3 separate regions of the Mus musculus genome follow, and all the other regions are linked to region 1. The links are chromatin contacts, called in public promoter capture Hi-C maps. All regions are on one chromosome and are shown on one strand. Each heading gives the region's core, a stretch centred on a gene start, on an enhancer-like site or on the middle of the called end of the contact. The rest is flanking DNA. Distances are from core to core; before and after follow the strand shown. Region 1 overlaps Tnrc18 (trinucleotide repeat containing 18). Region 2 overlaps Rnf216 (ring finger protein 216). Region 3 has its middle 24 kb from the start of Fscn1.

Region 1 (3,134 bases), core at 365-2,864:
TCTGTCTAAAAATCTCATTGTGTCCCCAGCTCTTCCCCACAGAGACTCACGGTTCATGTCCACTTCTTCCATTTCTAGCCAGGAAAAGACCTTCAGCCTAGAACATGGCTGAATTAAATCTAAATGAATTGAGATTTAATAAAATAGAACAAACAGTTCTTCAGTTTCCATGGTTGCAATTCTGACTTAGGAGCGACACGCGGTCAGTGGCTACCATGTCCCACAGCATGGAGCGTCTGCTGCTCCTTGGTCTTCTCTGTCGGTGTATGTTGTTCATTTATCCAGTCCTGTACCTGACAGATGCAGCTATGCTTGTGGCTTTGCTGAGGATGTCAGGCAGGGTCATAGACTTGACGTGACTGTTATGTAGGAGCTATTTAAGGTTCTGTGGATGGAACCCAGAGCCTTGATTGTGCTAGGTGTGTGCTCTACCACTGGGCCACACCCCAGCCCCTCACTGGGGGATTCTAGGCAGGTGCTCTACCACGGAGCCACATCCCAGCCCTTCACTGGGGGATTCTAGGCAGGGGCTCTACCACTGGGCCACACCCCAGCCCTTCACTGGGGGATTCTAGGCAGGGCCTCTACCACTGAGTCACACCCTGGCCCTTCACTGGGGAATGCTAGGCAGGGGCTCTACCACAGACACCCCAAACACCTTATTGAGGAATTCTAGGCTGGGTCTTTATTGCTGAGCTGTCCTTCCCAGCTCTTTCTACCTTTTATGGAGACTGTCTGAGTTTGCTGTGACTAGCGTTGACTCACTCCAGTCCAGAGTGGTTCTGAACTAACTTTCCATCCTTTTGCCTCAGCCTCCTGAAGTAGTTCTAGTGACTGTCCTATGCCACCACTCCTGGTTTTGTGCCTGCTTTAGGACTGCAACTCTGTGACCAGAGAGCATCATCTATGGCTTGCCTGGTCGCTGGGACCCCCAGCTATCACTACCCCCAGCCTGGGAGGAGGTAGTTGAGGCCACTTAGAGCCCCTGTGGTGACAGGAATCGTTGGTGGCATCCGGGCCTCAACGCTTCTTTGGACTGGAGTGCTGCTTGCTGGGTTTCACAAGCCCAGGCAGGGGCAGGCCTGGGCCCTCTGCTTCCGCACAGCCCAGGCAGGAAGAACTGGTGGCTGACGTAAGCCTTTGCGCAAACCCCTGGCTATTGGCTTCCGGAGCCTTCTACCGGCCGTCTGCCACATCAAGGAGGAAGCCTAGGGTTTGGCAGGGCCCAGAGGCCTTACCTTCCCAGGCTTAGGCTACATGGATGTGCTGACCGGCTACAAGGGCCCTTGGGCCACGGGCGTTGGTGCTGGATTCTGGTGAGGGACTGGGCTTCAGCGATGGTGGCTGCATAGGCCATGGTGACAGGCATGTGATCCGAGGGTGTGTGTGAGATCTCTAGCTTCTGCTCTTACTCAGTTTACCCATGTGTGCCCCCAAGGGCCTGGGGGCATATTTTGGAGTCCTATCCCCCTAGGGAGGCAGTCAGTGGACACTTTGTATAGGGCTTACATGGGAGGGCTCTCAGGAACTCAGAAACTGAAGTGCATATGTATGTGGGCAGAGTCTGTGAGATCTCTGTGGCTTAGACCCGCTGCTGGCATCTGAGCCACACATCCTGTCTGCTGCTGTCTGCAAACAGTGCCCACCTCTTAGGGACTAGAGAAGGCTCTGGAGAACTTAACACAGCTTTCCTCTGGAGACCAACTAGAATGGGCACCTGGTGGGTGCTTGGCTAGAGTGCTGGACCCAGCCATGTGTTCAGGGCTCCACACCCTCTCCTGCTGGGTGCCCTGGAGAGAGTTTGAATCACCCATGGAACATCTGGCCTATTTACTATTATTATTCCTAAAACTAGCGAAAACTAGCGTATCTGTTATATAATTCCTGTTCAATATATGCCTCCGTCCTACCTTGTTTTTGTTTGTTTGTTTGTTTGTTTGGGGGTGCTAAAGTTTGAACCTAGTCCCTCATGTCTCCTAGGCAGGCACTCTGCATCCCCAGATTGACTTTGGGTTTTTTTAATAACAGATTCGGGGTATCATGATAGGATCCATCTTTTTTTATAAACCGGGCTCACCTCATAGTCCAGGCTAACTTAGAACTTTCAGCCCTTTGGCCTCAGCTTCCAAGGCTGCTATTTATATGCTTGTCAGCTGTCCTGGCGTCTTCTGTTTTCTTTTTCCTTTGTGATTCGCTCTACCTATCATCAGGCTTGTTATGCTGGGCTCTGAGATGCCCTGCTCGGTGTGCTGGGAGTTGCTCCTCAGCTGAGCTGAGGCTTTTCCTTGCTGGGCCTCTGTTGCATATCTGGGCATCTGCAGTCATTAGACACCCAGAAGCTCCTCCACATCCTGGGTGACCGTGAGCTCCTTGGGGACGCTGGTCTCTGGACAGTGTCCTGCATTGAGCTCAGACTATGAGCTCTTTCTCTGTGACCATTGCTTCCCTTACTCTGGCCTGGGCAGTCCTTAAAGGTGCCCCCCACCCCCCATCCTGACTGACTCAGGCTTTCTTCCATCTGCAGCCACAGTATTAAAAGCGTTCTCTGGGGTTCTGGGCCTTGGGGCCCAGGGAGTCTGGCCTTCTTTCTTGGTCACTATGGTGATTAGACCCATAGGGTGTGTCTGGGGTTGGCCAAGTGGTGCCTCTTGATCTCTCTGTGAAGACTTTATGCAGTGGAGGGCCTTGGGATGATGGTCCAGGTAGCATGGCCTGGTTTACTGGCTGCCTGACAGGGACCCCCTCCCTTTTCTCTGCAGGCGAGGCCTTCTTAGGCAGCTTTGTGTCCAGCGGGATGGGGCCCTCGGCCTCGTCTCAGGGGAGCCCGGTATCCTTGCCCTCTGACCTCTCCTTCCACTCCCCCACTCCCAGCAACCTGCCCATGGTACAGCTGTGGGCTGCCCACGCCCATGAAGGTAAGGAGTGGGCCAGCTGGGAGGGGCCGAGGGCTGCTGGGCCACTGTCCTCACGGTGATGGCAATTTAATGTCTCCAACACCATTCTCAACACCTTTTTTCACCATGGCATCCAGGTGTCCCCTCTAGCACTTAGCGCTTATTTTGTTACCACAGGGCCTTTGCACAAGCCATTCATGCCTCTGCCTGCAGCCTCTCACCCCAGCCCACTGGCTCCTC
Region 2 (3,134 bases), core at 243-2,742, 250 kb before region 1:
CGTCTGATGGCTGCTCTGGCAAGTTTCCAAAAACCTTTCTCTTGTATTCTAAATAAGTGAATGATTCTAACAGAGCAGTGAAGGCTGTCTCTTGTGAGACTATGCCGGGGCCTGGCAAACACAGAAGTGGATGCTCACAGTCAGCTATTGGATTTATAACAGGGCCCCCAATGGAGGAGCTAGAGAAAGTACCCAAGGAGCTGAAGGGATCTGCAATCCTATAGGTGGAACAACAATATGAACTAACCAATACCCCTTCAGAGCTCGTGACTCTAGCTGCATATCAATCAGAAGATGGCCTAGTCGGCCATCAGTGGAAAGAGAGGCCCATTGGTCATTGCAAACTTTATATGCCTCAGTACAGGGGAACGCCAGGGCCAAGAAGTGGGAGTGGGTGGGTAGAGGAGTAGGTGGGGGAGCGTGTGAGGGACTTTTGGGATAGCATTGGAAATGTAAACGAAATAAATACCCAATTAAAAAAAAAAAAAAAAGAACAGAGCAGTGAAGTAGAATTGTCACTGGAACACTCAGTAGGTGACTCTGCCTGCCCATGGCTCTGGTAGTTCCCAGCAGCAACTCCTGCTCATTGGAAAGACATTCAAAAACTGAACTATGTGGTCATCAACAGAACATTCACCCTGACTTCCTCACCAGAGAAACAGGAGTGCCATTCCTTCCTATTCCATCTATCCCTCCTCAGGGCTCTGGGCTCTGGAAAGAGACCAGAGAGCTTGTGGCAATCCAAGTCTCCCTGGGGGTTTTCAGGCACACACTATTCCTGCAAGGGAAGGCTGGCCATCTTACTGCTCTCCTCCAGGATGCTGTGTTGGAGCAGTCTTCTCTCATGCTGACTGTCACATAGAAGGTAGGCCCCGAGGGCTGAGAAGTCACTGAGCTTAACAGGACTCAAGTGAGAGGAGCTCAACTGCAGAAACAAGAAGTTTCCAAGGTGCTGGGTCCAGGTCACATTGCAAGAAGGAAAAGGGGTCATTATTTGCAAGTTCAAATCTCTAAGTCCTTAAAAGTAAGTCTTTGCAGGCTGAGGTGTGACTCAGCAGTCAGTCACTTGCCTTACTCAAGTTAGGCCCTGGAATTAGGCTTACAGAGAGAGAGAGAGAGGGAGAGAGGAGAAAACTGTTTATTCAGGCACATTTTTAAAGCTCAGTATGGGCCAAGATTGTATCTGCATTCTTCTCTCCATTTCTACAGTGTATGCTTCATGGAATTTTTTACATAGTTTCCACAAGGTCAGGACAGAAATACATGCTAATGCTACAGATTTTTAAAATGCACATTTTGAAAGTGTTTTTGCTTTTGTCCAGGTCTTCTTAGCATGCATATTTAATTACAAGGCATGAGGATTAATGGGGCTTTGAATATTTAAAGCTCTTCTCCTGAGATTCATTTGATTTAATTACTCCTGAGATAGGCATTTGCAGCCTTGGTGACTTGCCATTTGGATGGAGTGTAAGAGGAAAGGGGAGGAAGCATGACTTGTGACAGGCTCAGCTTTGGGCTTCTTGCTTCCCCTCAGTGCCCCTCCCCTCCAGCTTTTAGCATCTCTTTGTCTCTGTCTGCCTTCATGGGGTTCCTCTCTCAGTGCTGTTTGCTACAGCTTCAGTGCTTAGTGTGCAAGCCCTGGCCCTGGGGAAGTGGGCAGCAGAGCAGTTTCTCTAGCCCTGTGTCTTCTTTCCCTGTTGCTGTGATAAAATATAATCCCAATGCAAAAAAGGGTTTGTCTGCTTGCAGTTCAAGGGTCAGTTATCATGGTGGGTGAGGCAGGGTGGCTAGAGCTTGAAGGATGTGTTCGCTTTGTGTTTAGAAAGCTGAGCATGATGAACGCTTGCTGCTGGTCAGCTCTTTTTCTAGGTCTCCAGCCTAGTGCCACCCACAATAGATGGGTCTCAATATCTCAAGATAATCCCCCACAGTCATGTCCAGAGGCCCATCTCCCAGATAGTTCTAGACTCTGTCAACTTGACAGTTAAGGCCAACCCCCTGCTCTTCCAAAGACTCTCTTTAGTCCATGTAGTCAGAGTCCTGAGGGCATAGAGAAGGGGCAAATTTTTTCCCAGCTCATTTCTGTCTTTAACTATCCATGTGTGTGTGGTGGTTGTGACCACAGGAAACAAAGCAGCTGAAGGTCCACTGCTCTTGCCTGATTTGGCTCCTGCCAAGTCCACTGTGACTTGAGAGCCAGTGCTGTCCAGAGTTGTGACTCACAACCCATGAGAGACCTCAGGTCACTTGTCACTTGGAGACCTGTGCTTGGGAAAAACAGGCCATAGTTGCTGAACATTTGCCCTGTTCAACCCCACGCCCTATCTAGTTGCCCTAAGGCCTGTGTGGTAAAGAATCCTCAACCCTTCACAAACTTGCCTGTGTACCCAAGCCTTTTTCCTCTTGGAGAACTAAATAAGTTACCTGACTTAGAGAATGTGTTTGAGCATGTGTATTCAGAAAACCCACATCAGGAATTTTTAATCCCAGCCCTCTGGAGAGAATCTTTTTGAATTTGAGGCCAGCAAGGTCTAAGAGTTCTTGGGCTGTCAGAACTTCACAGTAAGACCCTGCCTCAATAACAACAAAGGTCTAATAAAGTGGTTGTTTTACTGTGTCCTCCTGTGTCTACCTCAGGAATAATGATATTTATCATTCAGTTTACTAGAGGGCAGGAGCCACAGAAGTTTTAGTTGTTTTACTTTCCATTCATGAGGTGCCTTCAACAACCTTGGATGCCCATTGAAGCAAGTGCTGTTGCTGCTGCTAAGATAGCTGCACAGTGCCTTTCCCTTTCCAGAGGGGGAGAAAAGCACTAGCTATGGACTGGAGACTACATGGGCAGGTGAGTTCATCTGCTGCCCATCCATCAGCCAGCCTTGGTCTAGAAACTCTGGGAAGTTATACTGCCCAGGGCCTTGAAAAGCACAGTTGGTACCTCTTAGTCCCTAGTAGTCCTCTTTCTTTCACAAAAAAGTCTTCCACAAAACCCAGCTGCAGGCGCATGTGCTGTGCCAGAGCCCAGGACCAGCTTCAGTGTTGCCTCTGTGTTCTGCTCATGTCTCAGTCTACTTATCCTCACATCAGCCTGGTCTGCCTTCTCATCTGACCTAACTGTGACAGAATGGCACTGT
Region 3 (3,134 bases), core at 201-2,700, 140 kb before region 1:
GTTAAGGGCACTGACTGCTCTTCCAGAGGTCCTGAGTTCAATTCCCAGCAACCACATGGTGGCTCACAACTATCTGTGATGAGATCCAATGTATGCTTCTGGTGTGTGTCTGAAAGATAGCTACAGTGTACTCATATAAATACAAATAAATAAATCTTTGGGAAAAATAAAAAAAGGGGAGGCTGAGGGAGAAGGCATGATACGGGTCTGAGGCCAGCCTGTAACATACCTATAATCCCAGCCCTCGGTAGGCAATGAGAGGTTGATCTCTGTAAGTTCAAGGTTAGCCTAGTCTACATAGGGAGCTCTAGGACAGCAAGGACTACACAGAGAGGCCCTGTCACAACAATAGCAAGTAAAGGCCAAGCAAGACAGGCCTTTACTTCCAATATTCAGAAGGTAGAAGCAAGTGACAGGAGTTCAGGGTCATCTTCGCCTTCTTACAGAGTTTGAGGGGTAGCCTAGGCTATATGATATATGATCACACACACACACATATAACATGGGGGCTTGATTTAGGTGTTCAGCTGGACTCGAGCTGGAGAGATGGCTCAGTGGTTAAGAGCATTGACTGTTTTTCCGAAGGTCCTGAGTTCAATTCCCAGCGACCATATGGTGGCTCACAACCATCTGTAATGGGATCTGATGCTCTCTTCTGGTATGTTTGAAGACAGCTACAGTGTAATTACATATAACAATAAATAAATCTTTTTAAAAAGCCAGGCGTGGTGGTGCACGCCTTTAATCCCAGCCTCAGGAGGCAGAGGCAGGCGAATTTCTGAGTTCGAGGCCAGCCTGGTCTACAAAGTGAGTTCCAGGACAGCCAGGGCTACATAGAGAACCCCTGTCTCGAAAAACCAAAAAAAAAAAAAAAAAGAAAAGAAAAGAAAAGCTGGACTCCTGGCGCCCCATAGAGACTGCTGGCCCCTGCCTCCTATAAGCCTGTGTCACAGGCTTGTGCCACATCGCCAGTGTACACACCCAGCACAGGAACATTTCCTGTATCTCTTCTCTGCTGCTACTCTTCCCCTATCTAGGCTAGCTGGCCAGCGAGCCAGTTTCCTGGAGATTCTCCTGTCTCATTCTCTCGTCTTGCTATAGGAGTTCTGGGGTTACAGATGCATGGCCCTGAATCCAGTTTTTCGTGTGCATACCAAGGATTAAACTCAGGTCATCTAGACAGAATCTCTTTACATACCTACATAGCCCTGGCTGTCTTGGAACTTACTAGGCAGACCAGGCTGGCCTCAAACTCATAGAGATCGGCCTGCCTCGGCCTCCTAAGCCTTAGGATTAAAGGCCTTCACAACCAGGCCTGGGATATTTTGCCTTTTAGAACTCAGAATTCTTCCTCCTAAATGGGTCTGTGGGCGTCTCCCCTGCAGTTCTCCGCATAGGCAGGTACAGCCCCGCCCAGCCTGAGTCGATGGGCGCGTCTCTGTCGCCACCTGGCGGCTGCCGTGAACATAGCAGCCTATCCCGGAGAGGCGATTCGAGGTCTGAACTACGTGGAATTCAAAGAGTGGGGCCCTCTTTTCTTCCGTCCCTAAGAAAAGTAAACCCCAGAGCTGAGCCCAGCCTGTAATTGTCCTCCTAGCAATGGTGGACGTCTTCCCTAAGGAGGACAAGTTGGAATCGGACCTGGAGAGCTTGCATTTGTTTTCAAGCGCCGCACAAAGCTGGGTGCCCAACGCTCAGACAGAAATCCAGCAAGAATCACTCTTAACGTTGTTACGCTCATGTGTGAGAACTAAGGCTGAGTGAGGAACAAGGGCACCTCTACCCAAAGCCACCTACCACCACAGGACCCTTGCACTACCTGTGCTCTGTGTCTGGATCACCTGCAAGCCAAGACAGTGAGTCCACTGTCACAGTCAAAGTCCCTGGTCCAGCAAGGAGACATCTGCAAGTCCATATAGCTTGGATGGGCAAAATTGTCCAGGCACAAACTCAAAAGTGCCCGTGTGTGGAGTAATGTTAGTGGGCAGCTGTGTGTCCAGATCCATGCAACTGGGTAGCAGCATAGGGACTTGTTAGATCCAGAGTAAAATGTCCCTAATGGCCTGCTCAGAGCTATTGGCTCCCAGCTTCAGATCCGCTAGTCTCCTCTGGGCCACAGGATGCAACGATAAACTACATCTCCCAGAATCCCTGGCGGCCAGCTTCCTGTTAGGGTTTGCCAATAGGAGGCACCAGAGCTCAACCGGCCTGTGGTGGACCTTCCTATGGGTCACCTAGGAGAAACCCTTCACAGAAGCACGCTTTGAAACACAACTTAATAATAATGCCGGGCATGGTGGCACAGACCTTTAATCCCAGTACTGTGGGAGACAGAGGCAGGCAAATCTCTGTGAGTTCAAGGCCAGCCTGGTCTACATATCAAGTTCCATACCAGCCTGGGCTACATTTTAAGAACCTATCTCAGAACAAACAGCGCAGACAGGATAGTCATGCCTGAAGGAGCTGGTGCACATCTGTCATCCCAGCACTTGAGAAGAAGAGGCAGGAGGATGAAAAGTGCGAGCCCAGCCTCAGCTACATAGCAAGCTCCAGGGTAGCCTGGCCTATGTGAGAATCTGTCTCAAAAATGCAAAATGACTAAATAAGAAATAAAAAAAAATAAGCCAGGCATGGTGGCACAGCATTAGGAAGGCAGGGGCAGGAAGAGCTCTGTGAGTTAGAGACCAACCTGAGAGACCTTGTCTTATAAATCAACCAATCAATCAATCAATCAATCAATAAAAGGGCAGAGTTAAACAGTAGCCAGGTGTGGGGTGCACATAGAATTTCAGCACCTGAAAGGCAGAGACAGGCGGGAACTCTGATGAGTTCAAGGGGCCTGTTCCACATGGAGAGTTTCAGGGAAGCCAAGGCTATGCAGTTAGACCGTGTTTTTTGTTTTTTGTTTTTGTTTTTGTTTTTTTAAGATTTATTTATTTTGTGTATGAATACACTGTAGCTATTTTCAGACAGACCAGAAGAGGGCATCAGACCCCATTAGAGATGGTTGTGAGTCAACATGTGGTTGCTGGGAATTGAATTCAGGACCTTTGGAAGAGCAGTCAGTGCTCTTAACCACTGAGCCATCTCTCCAGTGGACCCTGTTTGTTTGTTTTTTGTTTGTTTATTTGTTT

The links. Capture Hi-C pulls out chosen DNA fragments and counts their contacts.
Region 2: a promoter capture Hi-C map of adipose tissue shows a contact between it and region 1. The contact joins two enhancer-like sites. A contact is called at or near these places in 7 of 115 datasets of contacts at active chromatin or transcription factors (double positive thymocytes, embryonic basal ganglia, forebrain and 4 more) and 2 of 9 other capture datasets (adipose tissue and liver).
Region 3: a contact with region 1 is called in a promoter capture Hi-C map of liver. The contact joins two enhancer-like sites. A contact is called at or near these places in 2 of 484 Hi-C or Micro-C datasets (CD4 T cells and myeloid progenitors), 1 of 115 datasets of contacts at active chromatin or transcription factors (thymic regulatory T cells) and 2 of 9 other capture datasets (adipose tissue and liver).

Annotation. Positions count from the first base shown.
Region 1 is chr5:142,792,786-142,795,919 of GRCm38.p6, reverse strand. The region is part of intron 2 of Tnrc18 (trinucleotide repeat containing 18); the gene reads left to right. Among named protein-coding and RNA genes, the nearest start is that of Gm31365, 18 kb to the left of the region's middle. Within about 2 kb of position 1,614, at least 173 of the 459 cell types and tissues checked have an H3K27ac peak or open chromatin away from gene starts, as enhancers often do. A contact at or near this core is called in adipose tissue, liver, microglia and 1 more, where this site is marked.
Region 2 is chr5:143,046,824-143,049,957 of GRCm38.p6, reverse strand. The region is part of intron 13 of Rnf216 (ring finger protein 216); the gene reads left to right. Gm43380 (a long non-coding RNA gene) reads right to left here. Exons shown (of 3, transcript XR_003955828.1): 2 at 1-3,134. Among named protein-coding and RNA genes, the nearest start is that of Gm43380, 9.4 kb to the right of the region's middle. Within about 2 kb of position 1,492, at least 145 of the 459 cell types and tissues checked have an H3K27ac peak or open chromatin away from gene starts, as enhancers often do. A contact at or near this core is called in adipose tissue, liver, microglia and 1 more, where this site is marked.
Region 3 is chr5:142,934,822-142,937,955 of GRCm38.p6, reverse strand. No RefSeq gene overlaps it. Among named protein-coding and RNA genes, the nearest start is that of Fscn1, 24 kb to the left of the region's middle. Within about 2 kb of position 1,450, at least 84 of the 459 cell types and tissues checked have an H3K27ac peak or open chromatin away from gene starts, as enhancers often do. A contact at or near this core is called in adipose tissue and liver, where this site is marked.